Regions from separate parts of the Mus musculus genome. Here regions 1 and 2 are each linked to region 3. Evidence: chromatin contacts called from public Hi-C and HiChIP or PLAC-seq data. All regions are on one chromosome and are shown on one strand. Each heading gives the region's core, a stretch centred on a gene start, on an enhancer-like site or on the middle of the called end of the contact. The rest is flanking DNA. Distances are from core to core; before and after follow the strand shown. Region 1 overlaps Gm38722 (a long non-coding RNA gene). Region 2 holds the start of Myl10 (myosin, light chain 10, regulatory). Region 3 overlaps Cux1 (cut-like homeobox 1).

Region 1 (3,594 bases), core at 947-3,446, 210 kb after region 3:
GTCTTCTGATACATGCTGGGTAACCTGGCACCCGAGGGCCTGGCCTCGGCGCTGGCCGGCTTCGTGGCTGGTCCGGCTGGTTTGTGAGGTGAGGAGGAGGAAGATGCTGACACTCTGGGTGAATGAATAGTGACCGGCACTGAGAAAAGAAAGGAAGCGGGAGAGGGAAGGAATGGGAGAAGGAGGGGCCTGATGCGCATCCCTGGGTGGTCTTCACAGTGGCAACATGCCTCTCTGTTTATGTCTCTACGCCCCCTCCACTCTCTGCTGCTCAGCCAGGCCAGCTCACCTTGTATGAATGAAGCTCCAAGCAGGACCCAGAGCTGCCCAGGGGCAAGAACACAGACTCCCAAGGCCAGTGCAGAGCTCACTCCTGCCTCTGTGCCTTCCTGGGGTTTCCATCTGGATCTGCCCTGTGCCCTAGGACTCTCAGCCTGAGTCCATGGACTGCAGGGACTTGGCATCGGGGAGGCTGCCTGAGCTGACCCAGCCCTGCTGACCCAGCCTGACCCAGCCCTGCTGACCTCTACACACACAGGGACATTCATTACTGCTGTCATTGTCCTGGTGACTGTATTACTGCAGTCTGTCTATTACTCAAGGCTAATATGGCAGGGTGACAGATAGTACCTAGGGGTGAGTCTTACAGAAGTAGATAACATTTGATACAAGTTAAAGGTGCCATCTGGACTATTCTAAGGAGTGTATGTGCATGTGTATACATGTGTTCATATATATATGTATTTTCTTTTCTTCCTTCCTTTCTTCCTTCCTTTCTTCCTTCCTTCCTTCCTTCCTTCCTTTCTTTCTTTCTTTCTTTCTTTCTTTCTTTCTTTCTTTCTTTCTTTCTTTCTTTCTTTTTTTTTTCGGGACAGGGTTTCTCTGTGTAGCCCTGGCTGTCCTGGAACTCACTTTGTAGACCAGGCTGGCCTCGAACTCAGAAATTTGCCTGCCTCTGCCTCCCAAGTGCTGGGATTAAAGGCGTGTGCCACCACACCTGGCCCATATATTTATTTTCTTAATTTTAGTTTTCTTTCCCTCTCCTTCCCCCCCCTTTTTTTTTCACTCAGCCTCACGTTGTGTGTTGCTTCTGCTGTGTGATGTTCTATCAGCCACTTGACCTCTCTGAGCCAGTGAGGTTCATGACATGAGATGAAACCTACTTCTCTTAGGGTATTTTCTAAGTTTTCATCACCTACCCTAAAGGCCTTTCTAATCACACCAGTGTCTGACACCTCACAGGCTTTCCCAAGATCCAGTATCGTGATTCTATCTCTGCCCCAGAGCCCGTCACTGACAACTGGCCAAGCCCACCGTGTGTCTGACTAGGGGACCTTCTGAGTCCACAGTACTTTGTGGCCCAGGACTTCCTACTGTAGAAGGTCCAGCTGGAGTCTTTACTTAGGAGTAAGTCATGAAAGCCTTCCTGGAGGAAGGAATGTTGGATGGATCCTGGACTGACAAGCAGTAAAATTAAAACTGCTCCCTTGGATGGGGCCGGCTCAGTGGTGGACCTGGGCCTCTGACCCTTTCGTTTGGGTATAGTGGAGAGTATGGGTCTTCCCATCTCTCTATGGGCTTTGAAACCATCCCCCCCAAACTGAGAGGGCAAAGATAGATGCTAGGTAGTGCTGTCCCAGGGGAACTGAAAGAGGGAAACTGAGTCACTATTGCTTACTGAACCTTTATCTCACCATAGCTCAGGCTGCCCTTAAAATCCAATTTCTACCCACTTCAGCCTCCCGAGTGCTGCTAGGATTATAGTCAGCTGCCACCATGCCTGGCTCTATCATCGCACTTTTAATTTGATTAACTCACTAAGTTTTGGTGCTGGAGTTAGGATCCAGGGCTTTGCAGGTGCTCTGCTGTTGAGCCAGGCTCCCAGCTCCTTCACTGGGTGTTTGTAGGTGCGGCTCTACCAATGAGCCCCGTCCTGACCCTGCCTCTGTTCCGTTCTAGAAACTAGGGAGGCAGAGTGGATATGAACCACTTGGGTGGGAGCAGCCATAAGCTAACCTTGTCCCCTCTCCCATTTATCTGCCTCAGGCCTTAAATGGAAGCTGAGGCTGGGACACACAGGGATTGAGAACCTGGGGCACTGTGACTTAGATGGAGGCAGGAGGTCAGCCTTGGTCTGGATGAGCTGGCCGTGCGGTCCATTCAGATTTTCGTTAGCGGAGCGCCACCTAGTGGTGTTTGTGGAAACCAGTCTAACTTCCCGTTTCTTGGTTGTTAAAAAGAGAGAACAGCAAAGGAGAGATGGGAGTCTGGATCCCTCACTGGGCTATGACTCCTGACACTTAGAGGCCAAAATAAGGAGAAAGTGGGTGGCGCAGCGGCAAGTGCTAACTAGACTTTGGCCGTAGCCCCGACCTTAGTCTTAGCCTGCTTTTGGCCCGACCTGGGTTTTTGTGTCCATGTGGTAGTTGCTCTGCTCTCAACTTCCTAGTATAGAGTATTCTTTAAGACAAACTATGGGCATCCAGGCATTGGTGCACACTTGTAATCCTAACACCCAGGAGGTAGAGGCAGGAGAATCAGAAATTCAAAGCCATTCTTGACTGCATAATGAATTCAAGGATAGCCTGGGCTATGTGAGACTAGTACAAATGAGATGAGGGGGAGAAACAAAGAGAAGGAGGAGGAGGAAGAGGGAAGAGGAGGAGGAGGAAAACAAGAAGAAATGACTCAGGGAGTGTCAGTGTGTGTGAATTTGGGTATTAGTGTGTTCGCATGTATGTTTGTGTGTCTGTTGTGTGTGAATGTATTTCCCTGCATGGGGGTGACTCTGTAAATAAATGCTAGCTTTCAAGTATGTATCTGTTTGCGTGTAAGTGTGTGAATGAATTGCTGTCTATGTGTGTGTGTGGCTATGTGTATGATTGCGTATGTGTGTGTCTCCATGTGTGTGTGTGTATATCTATGTGTCTGTCTGTCTGTGTGGCTATGTGTGAGTGTGCATCTTTGTGTGGGTATATCTGTATGTGAGTGTGTATATGTGTGGCTGTGTATGTGTGGCTGTGTATATGTATGTGTGTGTCTATATTGTGGCTATGTGTGAGTGTGTCTGTCTGTATATGAGTGTGTGTGTGTATGTGTGGACATGTGTGTCTGTCTGTCTATATGTACGTGTCTGTCTGTCTGTGTGTATCTGTATGTATGACTATGTGTATGTCTGTCTGTCTATATGTGTGTCTGTCTGCATGTGTCTGTATGTGTAGCCATGTGTGTGTTTGTCTGTCTGTATGACTGTGTGTCTCTCTGTGTACTTGTGGATCTTTGTTTATGATGTGCCTGTGGATATAAATGCCCCTCATTCTAGAAGTATGTGACTGCAGCCCCCGTGCTTGTGGGATTTGGGGAACACCTGCTTTTCACACTTGGCACCCCTTCTTGGGCTCACAGGTGCCTACCTGGATCCAAGGAAGGGCTGAAAACTTCTTTGAGGACCCCCTCTTGATGGGAGGACTTGAAGGGCTCCCCTGCTTCGTGATGTCAGTTTGGAAGTGTGAGGTGCTCTGGTGGGGACCATGAAGAGGATGCTGTGCAGCCTCCATTCAGTATGGACTTTACTTTGTTAAGATTTTAAAAAAG
Region 2 (3,685 bases), core at 468-2,967, 240 kb after region 3:
TGCTAGAGTAAGTGTGAGCAAAGCTAGGGAAACCCCAGCTAGGGGGACTAGGCAATGGCTGCTGTCTGGCAGGGACCCCAGGCCCAGACTTTTGCTCCTTTCTGACATTAAGAGTCACTTTTAAGGATCTGGGCAGAGCTGTGTTGGTAACATGCTTGCTCTGTGAACATAATGTCCTGAGTTTGATTCTCCAGAACTCAGGTGGAGAAAAGGTGGGTGTGGTGTCACGTGCTTGGAATCCCAGTGCTGAGGAAATACCAACCCAGAGGACACAGAGATGGTGGGTCATGGAGGCGTGCTATCCAGCCTAGTAGAATAGGTAAGCTCTGTCCAGTAAGAGATCTTGTCTCAATACTGTAACTAAAAAATGGCCCAGCCAGTAAAAGATGCTTGCTGCCAAGTCTAATGACCTGAATTCAATATTCAGTCTCTCTGATCCCTCACATGATGAAAGGAGACAACCAACACCTGAAATCTGTCGTCTAACTTACACACGGACACACGGACACACGGACACACACACACACTATGGGCCAGATATTAGGGATAATAGGCAGCTCAAAGAGAGATTTGGGGTGGGGAAAGAACCCACATGAGTGGACAGGGAGCTCTGAGATCCTGTCTAGAAACAAGTACTGCAGGGGCTGAGAGAGTATGCTAGGAATATTCTGGAAGCTTTTAGCAGCTGGACAACAAGACTAGGTCTCATCAGAGTGGATGGTGACTGGTGGGAGATCCGGAAGCCTCACACAAGGGCTGAGGCTAGAAAAGAGCCCATCTGACCCCACCTGCACCAGGGGCCTGGGCAGGGTGGGCCACTGAGTCATGAGTAGCTGCCCCACCCCCACCCTGCGCAGTGGACCCTCTGCAGATGTCTCTCCTGAACTGAGAAAAGCAAGTGTTGGTTACTTCTCTCTAGCTGTGGGGAAAAAATAAATACCAAAGCAAGGTAAATTTGTTCTGGCTTAGTGTTCAAGGATACAGCCCAGCTTCCGGTGGGGTTATCTGCATCCGCAGTCAGAAAGCAGAGAAGGCAGGAACTCAGCTCTCTCTCTCTTTTTTATTCAGTTCAGGACCCCAGCCCATGGGATGATGCCACCTACTCTTAGGGTGGTTCTTCCCACCTCAGTTAACTAATCTAGAAACTTGCTTGCAGCGGTGCCCAGAGGTTTGTCTCCATGGTGGCTCTAGGTCTTGTCCAGTTGACACTTGTGAAACTCTGTACAGGGCTTTCAGCCGGCTGCTATTTGTATGGGGAAGACGGGCAGAGCTCCCTGGACCACGGTGTTCAGGGACCCGTGGCTGGCACTGGTGACTTCGGACCTCTGAAAGAGACAACAGCTACAGGTTTTATCTCTTGTGCCTAGGCACCCAGAAGAGCCCGCAAGAGAGTAGAAGGCACAGCCAGCTCCAATGTCTTTTCGATGTTCGATCAGTCCCAGATTCAGGAGTTTAAAGAGGTTGGTTGGTGGCCCTGGTGACCCTGGGGACCCTGGGAGTCTATATTAGTTAGATTTCTTGTTGCTGCAACAAAGTGCCTGACAAAAGCGATTTAAGGAAGGAAGGAGTCCCTAATTCTGGCTCACAGTTCTACAGTCTGTGAGGGTTGGGGAAGGCATAGGGGCAGGAACATGAGCTGGTTACACACACACACACCGGCAGCCAGGGGCAGGAAGTCAAGAGAGGTGAAAGCCAGCGCTCAGCTCATGTCTCCGTTTCATTCAGTCAAAAACCCAGCCCGTGGGATAGTGCCGCCCTCACTTAAGGTAGGTTTTCCCACCTCACTCCAGTCTAGAAACCCCCTCACAGACGTACCCAGAGAGGTTTCCATGATGATTCTAAATCTAACCAAATGAACAATAATAAAGATGGACCATCACAGGAGGATTATTCAAGGAGCCCACCGTGACTGCTCACACTGTCATCATTCAAAGTTCTTATGGCTGCCTTTGTGGCTCTATTCTCTAGCCAAGCCTGTACTCTCTGTGTGACCCATGGAAATGCTTTTCCCTTTCTGAGTCTCAATTTCCATCTCCAAGACTCAAAGTCTCTTTTTGAGCCCCTGTTTCTGTCTGTGAGCCAAAGCTCTCAGGATAGAGGTTCAGAGAGGGTTCCCAGGATGCAGTGCGCATGAGACTAAATTGGAGACCTGGGCGCTTACAGGCTCCAGGTTGAGGTTTCTATGGCTGCAGACAGCCAAGGACACTCTGGGGAGAAGGGCAGGAACCTGTTGGTCTGGGTGGGCCCTGGCGGTTCAGAGCCAATGTCTCCATCAGGCCTTCACTATCATGGACCAGAACCGCGATGGCTTCATTGACAAGGAGGACCTGAGGGACACCTTTGCTGCACTGGGTGAGTAAAGCATCAGCTGGCAGAAGCTTGGCGCTTAGGGTAGAGCTAAGGATTGCGGTGGGAAGAGGGGCAGACCAAGGCAGCCACAGTGAGGGGCTTGAGAACTGGGAAGCCCAGGGAGGGAAAAGTTTCCAATGTGACAAGAGGACTTGGTGGCTAGGGAAAGACAGTTTAAGGTTTGTTTGTTTGTTTGTTTTGATGTTGTGCAAAGGCCCTGGGGTAGTGAGAGGTCAAAGAGGTACTGTAGCACATGCCTGTAATCCCAGCACTCTCATACCGGGGCAGGCGGATTTCTGACTCAGTGTCTGCCTATATTACATGACAAAATGCTGTCTCAAAAGTTGGGTTTGGAGAAGCAAGGGTGGTTGAACGAAGGTACCGATGTGGATTGAGTTTTGAATTTCTGGGATCCTGAGTGTCTACTGGGACCTTGCAGCATCCCAGGAATGCATGAGACCTGGGGCTCCCTATGCAGCTGCTGCCTCCTCCTCCTCCTCCTCCTCCTCCTCCTCCTCCTCCTCCTCCCCTCCCTTTCTCCTCCTCTTTCTTCTTCTTCTTCTTCTTCTTCTTCTTCTTCTTCTTCTTCTTCTTCTTCTTCTTCTTCTTCTTCTTCTTCTTCTTCTTCTTCTTTTCCTCCTCCTCCTCCTCCTCCTCCTCCTCCTCCTCTTCTTCCTCTTCCTCTCCTCCTCCTCCTCTCCTTCCCCTCCTCCTCCCCTCCCTCCCTCCTTCCCTCCCTCCCTCCCTCCCTTTTGCTTTTGCTTGTTTGTTTTTGTTTCACTTTTTAACCTGTGAGAGGGAGATCCAGAGAGTCATGCTCTGCTTTCCAGGAAGCCCGAGAGGGGGAGGGGAAGGTGGGGGAAGGGTGGACCGCTAACGGGTAGACTCTAGTGTCTTCACCAAGTCTCCCTAATGGACACACAGGGACACAGGGCCAGATGGAGACAAGTTGGCCCATAGAAGCAGGAGAGACCGCAGGACTCTCCCTGGCTTCTTACAGGCCTTGTCCCTCCAGGCCCCTCACACCCTCCCTCTCCCCCTCTCCAGGTCGCATAAATGTCAAGAACGAGGAATTGGAAGCCATGGTGAAGGAGGCTCCGGGGCCCATCAACTTCACAGTCTTCCTGACCATGTTTGGGGAGAAACTCAAGGGTGAGCGAGGTTCTCCGGGGCCTAGGGGAGCACTGGGAATAGGAAGGAGATAACTCACCTGCTTGGCCCTCATGTTTGCGTAACCGCAGATGTAGATATGCTTGGGTTCCCAGGCACTGTCCTCTGCTGCGTACACTGTCCTGGACCCTGCATGCACAGTGTGGATCACCATAAAGCCTCCCCC
Region 3 (3,353 bases), core at 803-3,302:
AAACTGCTTTTTAGATGACAATACCCAGATGGGCTAGCAAGATGAAGATGACACAGTGGGTAAAGGTGCTTGCTATCAAGACGGATGACCTAAATTTGACCCCTAGAACCCGAATGGTGGAAGGAGGAAAGTCGTTCAACCTTTAAGTTGTTTTCTGACTGCATACATGGTATGGCATGTGTCTCTGTTCCTCTTCAGCATCTAGAACATTACAGTATGCCCAGGCATCATATTCTATTCCTCGATGAACTTCCACTAAAGATCAGAAATCCTCATTCATGGCCTCAAAAATCACTTTTGGAGGGAAAAAAATGGTCTCAGTGTTTTGAGTGTGGATCACTGTGCTATGTTGCCTGTAGGGAGATAGGCAGTTTCTTCTCCAGAAAACACGAGCTCCCAAAGCTTCTGTGGCACAATTAAACATTTAACTCTTGGACTGGACAGATGGCTCAGTAAGTAACCTGTTTGACAAACAAGTATGAAGACCTGAGCTTAATTCCCAAAATTCACATAAATCCACCAAGCTTGATAGTGGTCACTTGTAAACCTAATACTGGGAAAGCAGAAACAGGAGGATCTCTGGGGCTTGCTGCTTAGCCAGCCTAGCTTATTTGGTGAACTAAGGATTCAGTGAGAGACCAAATAGCACCTGGTTTGTGGTACACTGCCTGTTTGTCATTGGCTTGGATATACTGGTACATAAAGCACACCCAGAGACCAGGGATATAGTTCAACTGTAGAGCACCTGCTTAGCATGTACAAAGCCCTAGGCCAAAAGTCTGAAATCTCAAAGTGGACAGGTTCTGATGAAGTCATATTACTCTTATGAGGTCCCAACAGATGTACTTCAGGCCACATTAGTATGCATTAGAATCATATCCTGTTCCTAAATGACAGTTCACAAAGCCTATGTCATGACCATGGATGGATCAGAAATGACCTTCTTCATGAACTTTGTTAGCAGAGCAGACTCACTGATGCTCCTGTAGAGACCTGGCAAGAACTGTGGCTTTGTTCTTTTGGATGTTTTCTGGGTAAAACCCCCAAAGCTGGATCAGATATGATTCTTTACCTCCAGACCTGCCATTTCTGAGGACGTCCAGGACAGAAAGCATGCCAATGGCTGCTTCTGCTGGGGCAGTCTCATCTTTGTTAGCTACTATCAAGTTAGGAAGGGCTCAGAGGCAGAGAAGCTGAGGACTCTATAGAAGTGTCACCCATAAAACCTTACTTATGCATGCAATCATTTATGTAGACATATTCACATATGTTCTTGCAAATACATGCAGACCCCTGCAATATGAGTATTAGGGATTGAACCTAGGGCTTTGTACATGCTAAGTGGGTGCTCTACAGGTGAACTATATCCCTGGTTCCTGGGTGTACTTTATGCACCAATATATCCAAGCCAATGACAAACAGCAGCGCAGCATGGGCCAGGTGTTATTCTGAATACTCTATTTAATCTAATACAGTTCATCCACAAGGCTACCCCAGTGTGGCCAGCTGATAATGCCTGAGGCACAGAGAGTTAAGAGGTTTGTCCCAGGTCATACAGTAAGTGGGGCCTGGGCAGTCTTGGCCCTTTGATGTGTGACTCTCAGCTATGACTATGTGGTACCTACCAGGTATGCGGACACTAGAGAATGGAAAAATGTGAACTAGAAACCCAGGAGAGGGATCCCTACAGTTAACTGCTAATTAGACCCTTCTCCTGACAAACACTTTCTATACCTTGCACTCTGAGTTATCTGTGAAAAGATTTATCCAAGCTAATTTGCTGTTTACTGTGATTTTAATAAAACAAAACCCGACAGGGGTCCATGCTCTGTCATTTCTCCATAATGACCCAACTACATCCCAGGCTCCACCAAATTCCTCAAGGGAAACAGCTTTGGTGGCAGGGGTATGTGGCTGGGGCTCCTCACCTCCTCAGATCTCAGTGAAGCAGAGTGGTTGGGAGGTGACATGAGCCCCTAAGACTCAAGGCCCCCTGCCCTGCTCCCCACAGAATGACTTCCTTTTAAAAAGGCTCCACCTCCCAAAGGTTCTACAACCTCTCAAAACAGCATTACCAGCTGCAGACCAAGTGTTCCAACACAGGAAGAGGGGTGGGGTAGGGGTGAGGCTGTTCCACATTCAAACAGTAACAGTTGCTGAGGTGAAGTGACTTTGGACTAAATAAGGTCCTACCAAGATAACAGGCTCCAGATGGTAGAGACTTGTCAGTAGTTATAGGTATATACTGTTACAGAGGATTCATGTTAGGTTCCAGGAAAGCCTTTTTTTTTTTTTTTTTAAAAAAAAAAAGATAATAGTTCCTGCTGATTGAGTAAAAAGTAATTGGCTGGTATTTTCAAATGGAGAAAAGGGCTGGGGTGGGAGAGGGTGGTGGCTAACTCAGTATCAAGACGCAGCTCAGCCCCGGTCTACAATCCTTGCCTTCTACGTTCCATAGAATGGCATTCCCTCACCACCACCACCGCAAGTGTACCAGCATTCAGTGAAATCAAGACCAAACTTGCATATCAAGCATCTAAAGAAGAAGCTGACTTAAGGTGGAGTGCTTACCTAGCACAGATGAAGCCCTGGGTTCGATACCCAGCACTGACAAAACTGAGTGCAGTAGTACACACCTGCAATCCTGACACTTTGAACGTGGTGGCAGAGGAGCATCAGCAGTTAAGTCAACCCCAGATCCTGAGGGAATTTGAGACCAGTCTAGAATATTGCCTCAAAACAAAAACAAACAAGACCCTTAATAGTTTATTAATTCTTTGGAAATTTTATGTAATGTATTTTAATCTTATGCCCCACATTCCTCCCAGATCCACCTACTTCCTCTCTAATTTACGTCCTCTTTTGTTTGTTTGTTTCCCTCTCTCTCTCTCTCTGTCTCTCTGTCTCTCTCTCTCTCTCTCTCTCTCTCTCTCTCTCTCTCTCTTTCCCAATTAAAAAACCCACCAATTTGTGCTGACCCTATACTCCCAGGCATGGGGCTATCCATTTGTAGCAGTCAACCTATTAGAGGCCACACTCTTACAGAGTATTTCTCCCTCCCCCAGAAGCCATACGTTGTCCATTCTTCCTCAGGGGAGGGGACTTACAAGGCTCTCCTCCTTCCATGTTAGGATATTGATTGGCTCGATCTTGTGCTGGCAACCAAATAAGGTGTTTTGTTTTTGGAAACTCTCATATGGAGCCTTGGCTGGCCTAGAACTGTCACAAGATGAGGCAGGACTTGTACTCACAGAGATCACTTATACTCACAGAGATCCATCCAGCCTGTCACTGCTTCCTGAGTGGTGGAATTAAAGGCAAGTGCTGGGCCTTTTCTTTATAAAGTAAGAGAT

Evidence for each region. Hi-C and Micro-C count contacts between places; a contact is called where the count stands out from the background. HiChIP or PLAC-seq counts read pairs in DNA pulled down with a chosen protein or histone mark.
Region 1: a contact with region 3 is called in a Hi-C map of double positive thymocytes, with 1.9 times the contacts expected there. The contact joins two enhancer-like sites. A contact is called at or near these places in 5 of 484 Hi-C or Micro-C datasets (bone marrow-derived dendritic cells, double positive thymocytes, liver and 2 more) and 1 of 115 datasets of contacts at active chromatin or transcription factors (double positive thymocytes).
Region 2: an H3K27ac HiChIP or PLAC-seq map of double positive thymocytes shows a contact between it and region 3, with 5 read pairs. The contact joins the promoter of Myl10 here to the enhancer-like site in region 3. A contact is called at or near these places in 4 of 39 promoter capture datasets (the 3T3-L1 cell line, embryonic stem cells, frontonasal cranial neural crest and 1 more), 2 of 15 datasets of contacts at CTCF or cohesin (large pre-B cells and pro-B cells), 2 of 484 Hi-C or Micro-C datasets (hematopoietic stem and progenitor cells and nephron progenitors), 2 of 115 datasets of contacts at active chromatin or transcription factors (double positive thymocytes and memory CD8 T cells) and 2 of 9 other capture datasets (embryonic stem cells and macrophages).

The regions. Positions count from the first base shown.
Region 1 is chr5:136,662,530-136,666,123 of GRCm38.p6, forward strand. The region is part of intron 2 of Gm38722 (a long non-coding RNA gene); the gene reads left to right. Among named protein-coding and RNA genes, the nearest start is that of Myl10, 29 kb to the right of the region's middle. Within about 2 kb of position 2,197, at least 23 of the 459 cell types and tissues checked have an H3K27ac peak or open chromatin away from gene starts, as enhancers often do. A contact at or near this core is called in double positive thymocytes, where this site is marked.
Region 2 is chr5:136,691,959-136,695,643 of GRCm38.p6, forward strand. Myl10 (myosin, light chain 10, regulatory) reads left to right here and starts at 1,718. Exons shown (of 6, transcript NM_001303021.1): 1 at 1,718-1,766; 2 at 2,277-2,352; 3 at 3,397-3,501. The coding sequence starts at 2,289.
Region 3 is chr5:136,447,864-136,451,216 of GRCm38.p6, forward strand. The region is part of intron 2 of Cux1 (cut-like homeobox 1); the gene reads right to left. Among named protein-coding and RNA genes, the nearest start is that of Gm16599, 57 kb to the left of the region's middle. Within about 2 kb of position 2,053, at least 34 of the 459 cell types and tissues checked have an H3K27ac peak or open chromatin away from gene starts, as enhancers often do. A contact at or near this core is called in double positive thymocytes and memory CD8 T cells, where this site is marked.